Linked DNA regions of Mus musculus: region 2 is linked to region 1. A link is a contact called in public promoter capture Hi-C data. All regions are on one chromosome and are shown on one strand. The core of a region is the stretch at or near the end of the contact, and the rest is flanking DNA. Distances in the headings are between cores, read along the strand shown.

Evidence for each region. Promoter capture Hi-C pulls out the DNA fragments that hold promoters and counts their contacts.
Region 2: a promoter capture Hi-C map of hematopoietic stem and progenitor cells shows a contact between it and region 1, with 2.9 times the contacts expected there. The contact joins the promoter of Edn3 here to the promoter of Vapb in region 1. A contact is called at or near these places in 2 of 39 promoter capture datasets (embryonic stem cells and hematopoietic stem and progenitor cells).

Annotation. Positions count from the first base shown.
Region 1 is chr2:173,734,440-173,740,826 of GRCm38.p6, reverse strand. Vapb (vesicle-associated membrane protein, associated protein B and C) reads right to left here and starts at 3,256. Exons shown (of 6, transcript NM_019806.5): 1 at 3,077-3,256. The coding sequence starts at 3,134.
Region 2 is chr2:174,757,775-174,764,161 of GRCm38.p6, reverse strand. It overlaps Edn3 (endothelin 3), which reads right to left and starts at 3,543. Exons shown (of 5, transcript NM_007903.5): 1 at 3,144-3,543; 2 at 2,337-2,649. The coding sequence starts at 3,195.

The sequences.
Region 1 (6,387 bases), core at 2,007-4,506:
TCACCCTGAAATGAATTCCCTTAACATAATGAGCCAACTTGCTGGGTCTCTCGTTCTATGTCTTGGCACTCAAACCAAGGAACAAGCAAACAAACCAAGAAACTCAACACCCCAGTTGGGCTTGGTGGCACCAATCCCAGCACCAGGAAGCTATGGCAGGAAAGCCACGCACCCCATACCAGCCTGGAAGGCTTAGTGAGACTTCATCCGCAAGGCAAGGGCTACACGCTAATGTATGGCTGGCACTCCCAAGACCCCCATCAAGTCTCCACACATCCCTGGACGACTCTTCCAGAGTAAGGACGTTTGGACACCAAACCTTTGGACTATCTCCTTGCCAACCAGCGATGTTGGCTGGAGAAGTGTCACCTTCTTAGCACTGCCACCAACCCAAAGGTAAGAGAGCAAATGGCAGGCAAGGTCACACATGCTAAACTGGAAGAGCTGGAACACTGGTGTCCCCTCCTTCAGAGACAGCAGTGTGTGGGGGCTTCAGGCATCAACCTGAGGAAGGTCAGTCAAGTGGGTGTGTAGATCTGACTCTCATGTACTGGCCAGTCTGGCCCTCTACTCCGCCCCACACCTTCTACCCACAGCACTCTCAAGAAGCAAGTACTCCCACTTTTGGACCTCTATGCACACTATTGTCTATGCCGGACTCTCCTATCTGCTTCCCCCTTGCTGTCACTGGAACTTTGTAACCAGATTCAGTGATACTCTGTCACGATCTGACCTCCCACACCCTGGGAAGTTGTTTCCTAACACACTCTAGTCTGGGTCACCTCATCTGCCCCCTTTTTCCCTGGATGCAAAGGAGAGGTGGGTGTCGGAGAAGAGGAGGCGAGACCAACCAACTGGATTTGAATTGTCCTGGGTTCTGACACACAGAGGCAGAGCAATGGGATAAATGTGCCATGTCACGGGTAAGAGCTTCAGGCGACCCCAGTAAAGTCACTTTGGATATGGTCTTCCTTTCCCAGTCTCCCCCTCCAGAGAAGCCACTGAGAACATCACAGAAAGTCAAAGATGTCCCTCAATAAAGTTAGATCCTGACAACCCCTTCCTAAGTTGAAATATGTTTATGTAAAAGTGCATTCGACCTACTTGACCTTTTTTTTTGTTGTTGATGTTGCTGTTTGTTTTTTGAGACAGGGGTTCTCTGTATAGCCCTGGCTATCCTGGAACTCAACTCTGTAGACCAGGCTGGCCTCGAACTCTGAAATCCACCTGCCTCTGCCTACCATGTGCTGGGATTAAAGGCATGCACCACCACCGCCCGGCTCTACTTGACCTTTCTGAACATCGCAGCTGACATGCCCCAGACTCACGTCATCCTACAGGTGCACAGTGCCCATTTGATAACAATACAATATTCAAATATGTGCTGAGACAGTAACACCAGCCCTGGGGAAGCAAAATCAGGAGGGTTGTCTCAAGACTGAGGTCAGCCTGAACTGACCTCAGCACACGAGAACCCACATATCTCTAAAAGAGAACACCAGCGTGTGACAGATCAGGAAACAAAAGCACTGTTGCGCAAGACGGGAGATCTGAGTTCCACCCCCAAGGGTGGAAGGACAGAAATGATTCCTACAAGTTGTCTTCTGGGTACCACACACTCACTGTGGCACACATACTGCCATTCGCAACACATAAACGCAAAATAAATAAAGACACCAGCCAAAGAGTTTATGCACATGAGCACCCCACCACAGAGATGGACGCCTTGCACTCGTGACAGGGTGCAAACACACAAAATACACAGAGCTACAGTTATAACCAGGCGGCGATTCACTGCTGTGCAGTCAGGCACGGGATCACGCACCACTGTAACCTGAAAAAGACTCAGCATTCGAAATTCCAAATAGTCACTACCAAACGGACACCACTTCCTTGTCGCTAACAAGTGGGATCCCGATAAGTGGGGGAACCTCTGGTGACGAGGGTCCACATTTAAGTCGATGCTTCTATTGAAATTTTTTTGTGTATGTGTCTGTGTGTTTGTTCACAAGTGTGCCAGGCTGCACCTGTTGGGGTCAGCGGACAATGTGCACAAGTCGGTTCTCTCCTTTGACCATGTGGGACTCAGGGATTGAACTAAAGTCCTCAGCCTTGACAGCAAGCTCTTTATCCGGTGAACCATCTCCACAGCCCTGTGTTAGGCTGCCTAAGGTTTTTGTTTTCAGGTTGACTGGACGGCCTCTGCTTCCTTGTAAGAGTCACACTGCACACTCTGAACCTGGAAGGCAAGGTGAACAGCCACAGATCTGAAGCATTTCCCAAGAGTCTGTGGGTACAGTGGCTAAGTATCTGAACGTCTGAAATCAGAACTCAAATGCGACAACTAGATAAGAGCTGTGATCCTACGTTACTTCCCAGCGGTGGAGAAACGGGTGACTCTCGGCCACCCAAAATCGTGTGTGCCAGCTGTGGGCTACACGTGGGCAATACACAGAGGATCATATCAGCCAACCTCAAGTACACCTTCATAGAGTCCAGTTTCTTCCTCTTCCTCCTAGTGCTTACCACTGTATTCTGCCATCTTGCTTACTGGTTGTTGAACTTTATAGGCCTCCTGTGCCCAATCTCATGACTCAAACATGCAACGAAGCAAGGAACAGGCTGGGCATGGACCCTGTTGCCTCGTGGCCCTTAAAATTAGTGAATGGAAACATTCATGTGTACATACACACACACTTGTGTGTGTGTATGTACATATATGTACGCACATGTATGTATACACACTATCTATAACATGCGTATACCATGCATATATATTTGTCTACGTGCACCTTTTTAATCACCTGGGCATGCACCTTTACACACAGATGTATACAGAAAGTGTACTACACAGAAAGTGTGCACGGGCTTCGTGGGCTGTAACCCCGGCAGCTCGCTGCCTCGGGGGAGCTGATGGAAGGGTACTCAGGCAAACCGTTTCCATGCACTGACTCCACATGCATGCATTAGACGCCTGGTGCATGCGGGCCTCAAGCGGACAGTGTCCTGCCCTCAGGGCGCGTCCCTTCCGGCACCGGCCGCTGAGTGACAGCTCCCGGGCCGGCCGGCCGCTTACCTCGGAACTTGAGCTCGTGTTGTGGCTCGAGGCTCAGGACCTGTTCCACCTTCGCCATGGTCCTCCCCGTCGGGGGCGACGGCGCGGGCGGGGGGCGGCGGCCTGGGTGGCGGGGCGCAGGGGCGGAGGGCGAGGCCGCGGTGCCGGGCGAGCTCACGGCACGCACGACGTACCCACGCACGCCCCGACGCACGCACGTACGCACGTACGTAGCAGATGCCGGGCTCCGGCAGTGGCCAGCGGCTCCAGCGACAAAAGGGAGACTGCGCATGCGCAGGGTGTTCAGGGCCACTGCGCAGGCACAGACCGGGCGGTAGAGGGCGGAGCTTCCGAGACAGGGGGCGTGGCCTCTCGAGGCTTGGGAGGAGGGGCGGTCTCCAGTGAGACTGTTCAGTAAGCGCCTGCGGGGAGAACTGTTGTTAAGTGCTTTACTTAATAATAATAATTAACAAGAATAAACTTCCACTTTCTTCCCGCACGTGTGGTGCCAGGCTCTACTGAGCCTGAATATAATAAAGTACTTATTATTCTTACAAACACAATGTTTACGGGTTAGTGATATGTGCCAGGCCTTGTGACAGTTCATAAATAACAATTATAAATATAATAAACTGGCAATTATTGTTTGCTTATTTCGTGCCACTCCGCTGAATGCTTTCAGTAACTGTCATAAATAAAAGCTATTCTGCATTCAGTGTTTACCAAACCGCAAAGCGCTGCACTGAACCATTTGCTGATAGCATTACTTGTTTATGCAAGAAATATTTAGAAATACAATAACCAGAAAACGACCTGCTTCACACCGTGCTAGGACCTCACTGAGAGAATAAATTAGTTACACACATAAATCACATGACTAAAAGTAACTGAGAGCCTAGCTCTGTCTGATACCCAAAATAAGCCCTGTATGTTCCCATTGGCACGTGACTAGTATTTCATTGTGTAACGTATACTATGTAAAATAGACCTTCATAGCCTCCTCATCAAACATTCGTGTGAAGAGTACACATGACTCTATATGGCAGGAATATCCATGTTGTTCATGTACTTCCCATGTTCTATACACCTGAAGTTATTTTCATAATAAAAGTTTCCAAGGGGTAGTCTTTGTCTTTTAGCTTGTGCATCTAATCCATTTATACTTATTGTATTTGTTGGTGTACCTGGGTTTATTTCTGCTGCTTTACGTTGGTTTTCCCATTAGATGTACTGTTTCTTTTGGCCTCTCATTTCTTGCTCTTCAGGATTGTTTTCCTCTCCATCTGTTCTTTCCTTGTGTTCTGCTACTACTGCTTCATGTGTACTGAATCTATGAAAGTCTAGCTTTTATGACATTTTGTTCTGCTTTCTTGAGATTTTAGGGCTTCAGTTCATCATAGTCACCCACTGCTCCATTATACGCCTTGTGCTTTTAAAGGAAACTCAGGTTTCCCTCAGTCTAGTTTTGTTTTGTTTTGTTTTGTTTTTGGTTTTGGTTTTTTGGTTTTTTGAGACAGGGTTTCTCTGTGTAGCCCTGACTGTCCTGGAACTCACTCTGTAGACCAGGCTGGCTTCGAACTCAGAAATCTGCCTGCCTCTGCCTCCCGAGTGCTGGGATTAAAGGCGTGCGCCCACTCTGCTCTGTGTTTTGCCACACTGTCTCTGCGTTTGTTGTACTTTGAACTCTTTGGGCTTTCTAAATTTGCTGATTGAGAATCTTTCATCAAGCTCAAAGCTTTTCAGTCAATATTTTTCTTACTTTTATTCTTTCCGTTGTTGCTTGTTTGCTTTGTTTTTGAGACAGGATCTCTTATATTCCAATCTGACCTTGAGGTCACTCTGTAGCCGAGGATAGCCTTCATTCTCCTGCCTCCACCTCTCCAATGAGGAATTTCAGGTGTTAGCTTTCATACCCAGTGCATGCAGGGCTGAAGTTGGTCCAAGGCTGCATGATAACCAAGCACTACCAGCTGAGCTGTCAACTTAGTCTCTAATTCTATTTTGTCTTTGAAGTAGGGGCTCACTATGTAGCACTGGCTAGCTGGAACTCACGATATAGAGACCAGGGTGGCCTCAAGTCACTCTGTTGTTGTTGTTGTAAATTACACCTAACAATGGCCATTTTCAAGACTGTGGCCCAGTAACACCATTTTCCTGTTGCCTGCAACCAACTCACTCACCCATCCCAAAGGTTCACCTTGCAAAGCCCAAACTCCACATCTCTTAAATGATAATTTGCATTTCTCTCCAGAGCCCATCCTTGGCGTTCATCATTCTGTTTTCTGTCTCCGGATTTGAGTGCTCTAGGCACCTGACAGAAGACGGGTCACTTAGCACTGAGATCGGACAGGGATGGGGTGGGGTGGAGGGGCAGCTAAGGGAATGTGTGAAGGAAAGGAACCCTCCCACCCACCCTGGGACATAATTTGCTGACTAAAAGTCAAAGTACCTCCAAACAACTGATGGTCAGTGAAGGCAATGGCCCCTTCCAGAGAGGACTAAAGGAGGTAATTATTCTGAACCTAACGGAAGTGACCATGGCAGGGCAATGTAGATGGAGCTCTTCCCAAATTCCATATTCCAATGAAGTAGCAACCCTATGGATTTTTAAAAATAATACTTTTCAAATACATATGTGAGGACATCAGGCAGGTGGGTTGCAGCAAACTGGGTAATTCTATACTGGCCATAGATACTGTCTGACGGCATTCTCAGCCCTTTGATTGGTAGAAGCCAGGGGTCTGTTCATATGTTCATAAGGCTTAACCAGTGGTCACAGAGATGTTAGGTCAGGTGCAGAAGAGAACAATAGATGGCTATCGGGAGGCATAAGATGGCCTTCGGTGATTGGCTCTGGATCTACAACCTTCCCACCTCTCCTCATTACTGCATGTCTGCCTAGTCAATCATTTTTGGGAGAAACAGCTTCTATGCAAGGACTCTGTTTCACAGGATGAGCCAAGCTAGCCAGAGAGCTAATGTGTGTTTCCCTGAACGCACCTCAGACAAGGATTAAAAAAAAAAAAAAAAAACCTAGCAACAGTGAGTCCTACCATAGGGGCACCCCTCTCACATCCCTTAATTGGAACAGTGCACCTCAGATGGCCCCTTAGGGCATCACTGACGCAAAGCACAATCCAAATAAGGCTTTTTACTTAGTTTCAAGCTCTATTAATCTCTAAACCTTGTAATAAATTGCTTCCTTTGAAGAATGCAACTTAAAACCACCAGATCACATACACAGCCACTGTGAAGCCACCTAAGTGTTGCCAGACATGTGGGTGGGGGTGGGGGGGCATGCCAGCCTGCATTCAAGGTCCTCTTGGTCTACA
Region 2 (6,387 bases), core at 2,294-4,793, 1.0 Mb before region 1:
GAACACTAGGCCCCTTTAGGACAGAAATTATGTGAGAGGGAGGGAACCACTGGAGAGGAGGGGCTGAGATGGGAGGGCCGGAAAGGAAGATGTAGACCTTGTGAGTTAGTCAGTAACCTTTCAGGTTCTTCTATTCCACTGGAGGCCTATAGAGCTCATTTTCTCTCATTGTAATCTTGTTTACAATATGTTAAAGATAGAAAATGGATCCACTTAAGGGAAGGAAGGAGAGGAGGAAGAGAACAGACGGTGTGTGCGTGTACACGTCTGCATGCACAGAAAGAGAGTAAGGCCATCCAGGAAACATCTCCCAGCTAACTTATTTATCTTGTCTGAATTCAAAGTGCTCTAGTCTGGCAACTGTCACTTTTGTTTCACAAGCGGTTGAACGGAACACGGGGACACTGGATTCACCCCTTCCCTCACACTGGGTAGAGTAAATTAAGGTAGGAGAAGAGAGGAAGACGTAGACCAGACGCGAGGAGAACTCTTCTAGGTGGCTGTCCCAGAAGAAGCAGATGGTCCATGGCATCCTTTTACTCCACCCAAGACAGCTCAGAATTCCAGCACAGGATCTCAAATATCTCTGGGTGTTTATGGAGCCTCTAGGACATGTCCCAGGTGTTCAATTCCCACCCAAGCAGTGCTCAGAACATTGGACAACAAGCAGAGACCTAAAGGAGTTTCCAATTCCTGACTCCACCCTGTCCCTTCCTGCTCAGTTTCTTCTCTCTTCTTCTAAACTTATAACTTGGGATTCGAGCCAAGGCCAGGACCCAGGGCCTTTTGACTGCCTAGGGATCCCCTTTCTGGGGTGTTCATTTGTGGGATCACAACAGCAAATGGTTAGAAATCAAGGACAGCAGTCAGGGTGGTGGTGGTTCTGAGAAAAGATGAACTCGAGACTCTGAGAAGAGACACCAATACAGGACGGCCCAATACTCACCCCTGTAACCTGCCCATCTCCCCATTGTGGCCAACAGATTGTATAAGGGCCTCATCAGACACAGGAGGGAAGTAAATGGCTCCACTGAGATCAGCTACAGAACTGAGGAGTCTCACACAGCTCTTGGTTCAGTAAGGGATTACTGAACCCTTATTGTCCTGAAGTTGAAGGACAATAGCAGCCATGATTAAACAAACCCAGGGTCCACCTGAGCCCAGTTCCTATGCAGGAGTCTGGGTGGCTCTTCAGTGAAGCCAGTTCTGCCTGCCACTCTGGACACTTGGGGAGATTTCAGACATACCTGGGTATTGTTAGGGGTCTTGTCAACAGAATCAGGAAACACTGGACCCTCAGAGTACCCCCTCTCCTGTGTGCTTTATTACTAAAATGCCTAGGTGGATGAGTGACTCTTCAAAGCCATGGCACAGAGGACTCTGACACCAATGGGCTTCCAGAGAGAGGAAACCCTGAAGGAGAATAACTAGTTGCCTTTCTAGGCTGAGGGGTTGTGCTCAGCCATCTCCAAGCTCCCAGACAAGGATTCCTAGGCAAGTTCCAGTAGATATCCCTAGAGATGCAGAGAACACCCAAGGAACTGAGTTTAGCATCATCCAGCCCAAGATTCAAGGGATCCAAGAGACAAGCTGTGAGATAGTGGCCACAAGGTCACACCCTATAGCTGCTTATAAGTCATGTCTTAGCGCACGGGGAAACCCCAGTGGTCCAGTGGGGATTGAGTGGAAAATAAAACAGAGAAACCTTCTCTATGGTTCCAGGGGAGGGTGCCTCTTATCAAAGGTGACACCTAGAGACACTTAAATACAGCAGCACCTGGTACTAGGTATTTGTGAGAGATTTTAAGATTGAACAGAGAGGCCCTCTGTGGCCATGGCTGTGGACATTGGGGTTAGCCCTGGGGAATGGCAGCCATGTGAGCCACATGTGTCACTCTGGCTTGGCATCCAAGATGGGCAGAAACGGAAGAAGCCATTTCAAGGGATGTATATCATTTGGGTCTGCCAAGCCTACCTTCCTACTTTGCCCCCACCCCAAAGCTGCTCTTAAGGGATTCCAAAGAGTTAGGAGGAAGGCTCAGCCCAACGAGCCTCTGGGGTAGGAGCATAGAACTCTGTGAGCATCTAAAGTCCCACCCCACCACATCTCAAATCCAGCACTGAGTTTCTTTGTAACTAGGTTCTCAGAGGGGAGGTGGGTTGCCCCTGGCCTGTGATAGGAGTCATGCTGCCTGGAGCCACTGCAGGAGCTGAATGCTGCACTGTGGTAGATTCAGGGATCTGAATGAGGTGGGCTGAGGTCTGAGCAAAAACCCCTGAAGCCTTAGGCCTGGCACAGAGCCACACTCCTCCCCCAAACCCCTAGGCCAACTCACTCAGGAGTGTTAATCCAGATGATGTCCAGGTGGCAATAGTAGACACACTCCTTGTCCTTGTAAGTGAAGCACGTGCAGCGGCGAGGGCGGTGGTGTGCAGGCAGCCCCTTGTCCTCTTGTTTCCCAGACCTGCCTGGTGCCCGTTCCTGCCCAGCGCTTTCAGGCTGTGCAGGCAGTGCAACTGTTGGGGACACAATCCTCTCACCAGGGCCAGCCACAGTCTCTTCACAGCCCCTCTCTGATCCAGCTTCAGGGGGACCCTGGGACACACTGGCTCTGCCAGAGTCCCCAGACTGGGGGCAAGGCACAAGTCCTGCAGGAGGAGGATTGAAGGGCTCCTAAGCTGCTGACACAGAGTTCTTGGCACCCACTACCCCGCCCCCCAAACCAGAATGAGACTCAACCAAACTTCTGCAATGTCTGGAGGAGGCTGGTTGCATTTTCCCCAAGTCTCCAAACTAAGCCAAATGCCTTAAAAAGTTTACAAAGCTCCGTGCACATTCAGTAAAAACTTGAGAGTTATTGCAGTCCCTGTGAAATCTGAAAGCTATTTGTTCTTCACTGGGTAAAACTCAAAAAAATTTTTGTATAGTCTCTGAAAAGTGCCCAAAGAAAGTCTCCCAAACTGAAAACCCCCAGACCCAGTGGAAGTTATCGCTATGTCTTCAGGCCCTTCTACCCGCCCCTGGGAGACTTCAGGGTGTAAAGCCAGACTTATCAGCTTCCCCGCAACACAGACCCGCGCCTGGCTTCCTTTTGTGTGCACTCCCGCGTGGAGAGGAGCGCCGCCCCGCCCCTCCCGCTTACCTGCAGCGGAGGTCACTGTGAGCCCGAGAAGGAGCCACAGCCCCGGCTCCATGAACCCCGATCAGGCGCGGGAGCACCGGGCCTGGAGGGTGGCCGCTTGTGACCGCAAAAGGGTAGTGAGACTGGCTACAGCTTTCGAGTCCTGTCGCTGCCTGAGCTGCGCGTCCCGGCTCAGAGTTACTTGGCTGAGGCGGTCACGAACTTTCAGAGCGCGCTGCCCATCCCTGCGCAGGGCTGGCCGGCTGTGGCTCAGGCTTTTCTGGCTCCCGCACCACCCCCTTCGCCTCCCCGCCCCTCCGAGGGGCTGGAACTGCCGCGCTGGGCCTTTGAACCCGGGGCTCACGGGGGTCGCTTTGCAAGCGCAGGGGGGGAGCTGACCAGAGGCGCATTCGCCCCAGGCTTACCCAGGGGTAGAGAGAGGCGGGGACGCCGCGCTCCCCGTGGGTGGATGGGGTAGGGTGAAGGCCCGAACAGCTGCTTGAAGGCCACACTCTGCCGGTGCTCACACTGCTCACTTACACATAGACTCACACTTGAAACCCCCTGCCCAGCCCAAAGCAACCTCACCCCCACCCCAAGAGCACCAAGACCATGAAAGGGCTGCACAGAAGGGCTGCTGGCTTCTTGTTCCTTTGAAGTCAGTCTAAAGGAAAAGTTCTATTCACCAATGGTCTTACCCTTGCCGAGGGCCCTTGTGCCACGGCCCTGGGTGTACTTTACTCTTCTGATTCATGGGTGCCCGAGCCAGCTCCCTGACTCTGGAAGATCTAAGTGACAGGTGGGGCTGTAGGACCAGAGCAAAGTCACAAAGATTCCACTCAACGTGAGTTAGCGGTTTCGGGGGAGCCCTATTTCCTCACTGGCCCCTTTAGTGAGGGGCCTCTCTCCAAAAGTCATACAAGTGTTGCTTTTCAGGGCACTGCGGTAGTTTAATGAGTCTACAAACCTTTGACTATTGTCATAAAATGTGGGTTTCAAAGCCATTCCTCCCCCTGCCAATATTTCTAATGATTGGCATTCTAAAAAGTAGAATCCAAAGAGGTGGCCCAGGTGGCTCTCATGAGGCAAGCCATGAAAGGGGTACACTTGTCATTAGAAGAAGCCCCAACCAGTCAGGCAAAGTGGTCCCATGGGGAATCCTATGTGAAGGGAAACTGAGGCCTCACAGCAAATGAGAAAGCAGATGGTAAGTAGAAAGAGACTAATGCCCCTGCCTCCAAGGAGTCCAGCTAAAGGCCAGTTGGTTTGAACTGCTGTGTGTCGCAAGACACTTTAGACTGAAGGCTCATACACAGAAAGATACTGCTCCCAGTTCTGAGGTCTTGGACGTCCAAGTATGTCCGGTGTCTATCATGGCTCATGGATGGCTCTTCTTTAATGGTGGATTGTGGTAGAAGGCCACGGTGCTCCGGTTAGCTATTACCACCTGACACCTCCAAGGTGCCACCTCCTAACAATCATCTTGGATTTCACCAGGTCAAGAGAAGTATCTATTATTCTCTCTTTCCTTGCCATTAAAATACCCATCTGCCATCGTCGAGGGCACTGACAGCCCAGTTGTCTTCACTGGTCTCTGTGGGTGTGGCCAAAGCAAACACTGCCTGGATGGACGTGTGCCCTGGGTCTTCACTCCAGCTGAGATAAGGAAGGTTAAAGGTGGAGAATCAGGGTTAAGAGTAAAAGACACTGTACAGAGGGCAGAGAGGAGGCAGGTGGCCCTCAGGGGAGGCAGAACTCTGGTCTTTTTTTTTTTTTTTTTTTTTTTTTTTTGGTTTTTCGAGACAGGGTTTCCTCTGTATAGCCCTGGCTGTCCAGGAACTCACTTTGTAGACCAGGCTAGCCTCGAACTCAGAAATCCGCCTGCCTCTGCCTCCCGAGTGCTGGGATTAAAGTCCTGTGCCGCAATGCACTCTGGTCTTTAAAGTGACTTGGATACATTGTAGAAATTCCAGAGGCCTTTTCTTTCCTATTCTGCTCTTGTTGCTGTTCCAAAAGAACAGTGGGGCCGTTCTCAATAATGTTCTAGCCAGCACTACTCTCTCTGTGGCCAAGGAGAGCAGTCAGTGGCTGGGCTCTGGGCAGGACTGGAGTCCAGCTGGGACTTAATGACATTGTACTCTACTCTTAATTGTGTGCTCATTGTTTATTTATGGCAATCAATGCTGGCTTTCCTTGTGTGGTAGAGATAGAACATTCCTTTCTAAATTAATTTTGTTAAATCAAAGAGAAGTAATCTGAATTGGAACATGATGTAACTCATTCGTGGCTCAGATGATTTGGTGGTGTGGTAAAATCACAAAGCTGCTTTGCCTGCCACCAACTCCTGGAAACAGGGGTGAACTCTAGTGAATGGACCACAAAACCAGGTGAGGAGGCCAGAAGAAAGTGCCAGGGACCAGCTGACTGCAGTGTCCCTGACAGAGTGATGCTTATCACCAGAGAGTTGGCATTGGGAAGAGAGAGTCACATCGTCTTTTGGAAATCGACCTTCAGAATCTGGGGAAATTAGCAAAACACTTAATATATTCTGACAAAGTAGTAGAAAGAATTTCACCAAGCTAGCCATCTATTTCTGGGAACTGGATGATCTAGAGAGACTTAGGAAGTTCTGCCTTGGGCTATCAAAAGCTTTATCCCTACTCTCTTGTACTGTAAATAACTTGGAGGTCTGTGATGGGGAACACGGACCAATTGGTCTTCCCTCCACCCCTTGGACCCCACTAGCGATACCACTGACAAAACAGCCACGGACTTACTAACAGTCACCTTGAAGGCCATATTGGTTGGCCTTGTTTACTGTCCACGCCAGCTTCATCTCGCTCCCTTACAGCTACACCTAGTAGTGTCTCTCGCAGGCCCTGCTCCCCGTTTGGTTCAGGTGGGTCCTCTGTAACCCCATGAGTCTGAAATTTTAACATAGGATGCAGTTGAGATCTGGGAAGCTGACACAAAGAAGACACAACTTTCTGGCCACAAGTTCAAGTCTGGATTAGACCTTTGACCATTTTGGGTAAATTAGTCAGTTTCAAGATCTTGACTAGAGCTCTTAAGAGAGTTCTCCATTCAGTGTTGTGATAGAGAAGATATCGGCAGGTCCTGGGAGGCAATGTTGACACAAAACAGGCTGAGTATGATCAACCTCAACATAGAGGAAGTGGAGTTCAAGAGAAAGACAGTGGGTTTAAGCTTTGATGTACTATTTAAGTTCCTGGATCCAGCTGGGCCTGAAATCCACACTGTTCCG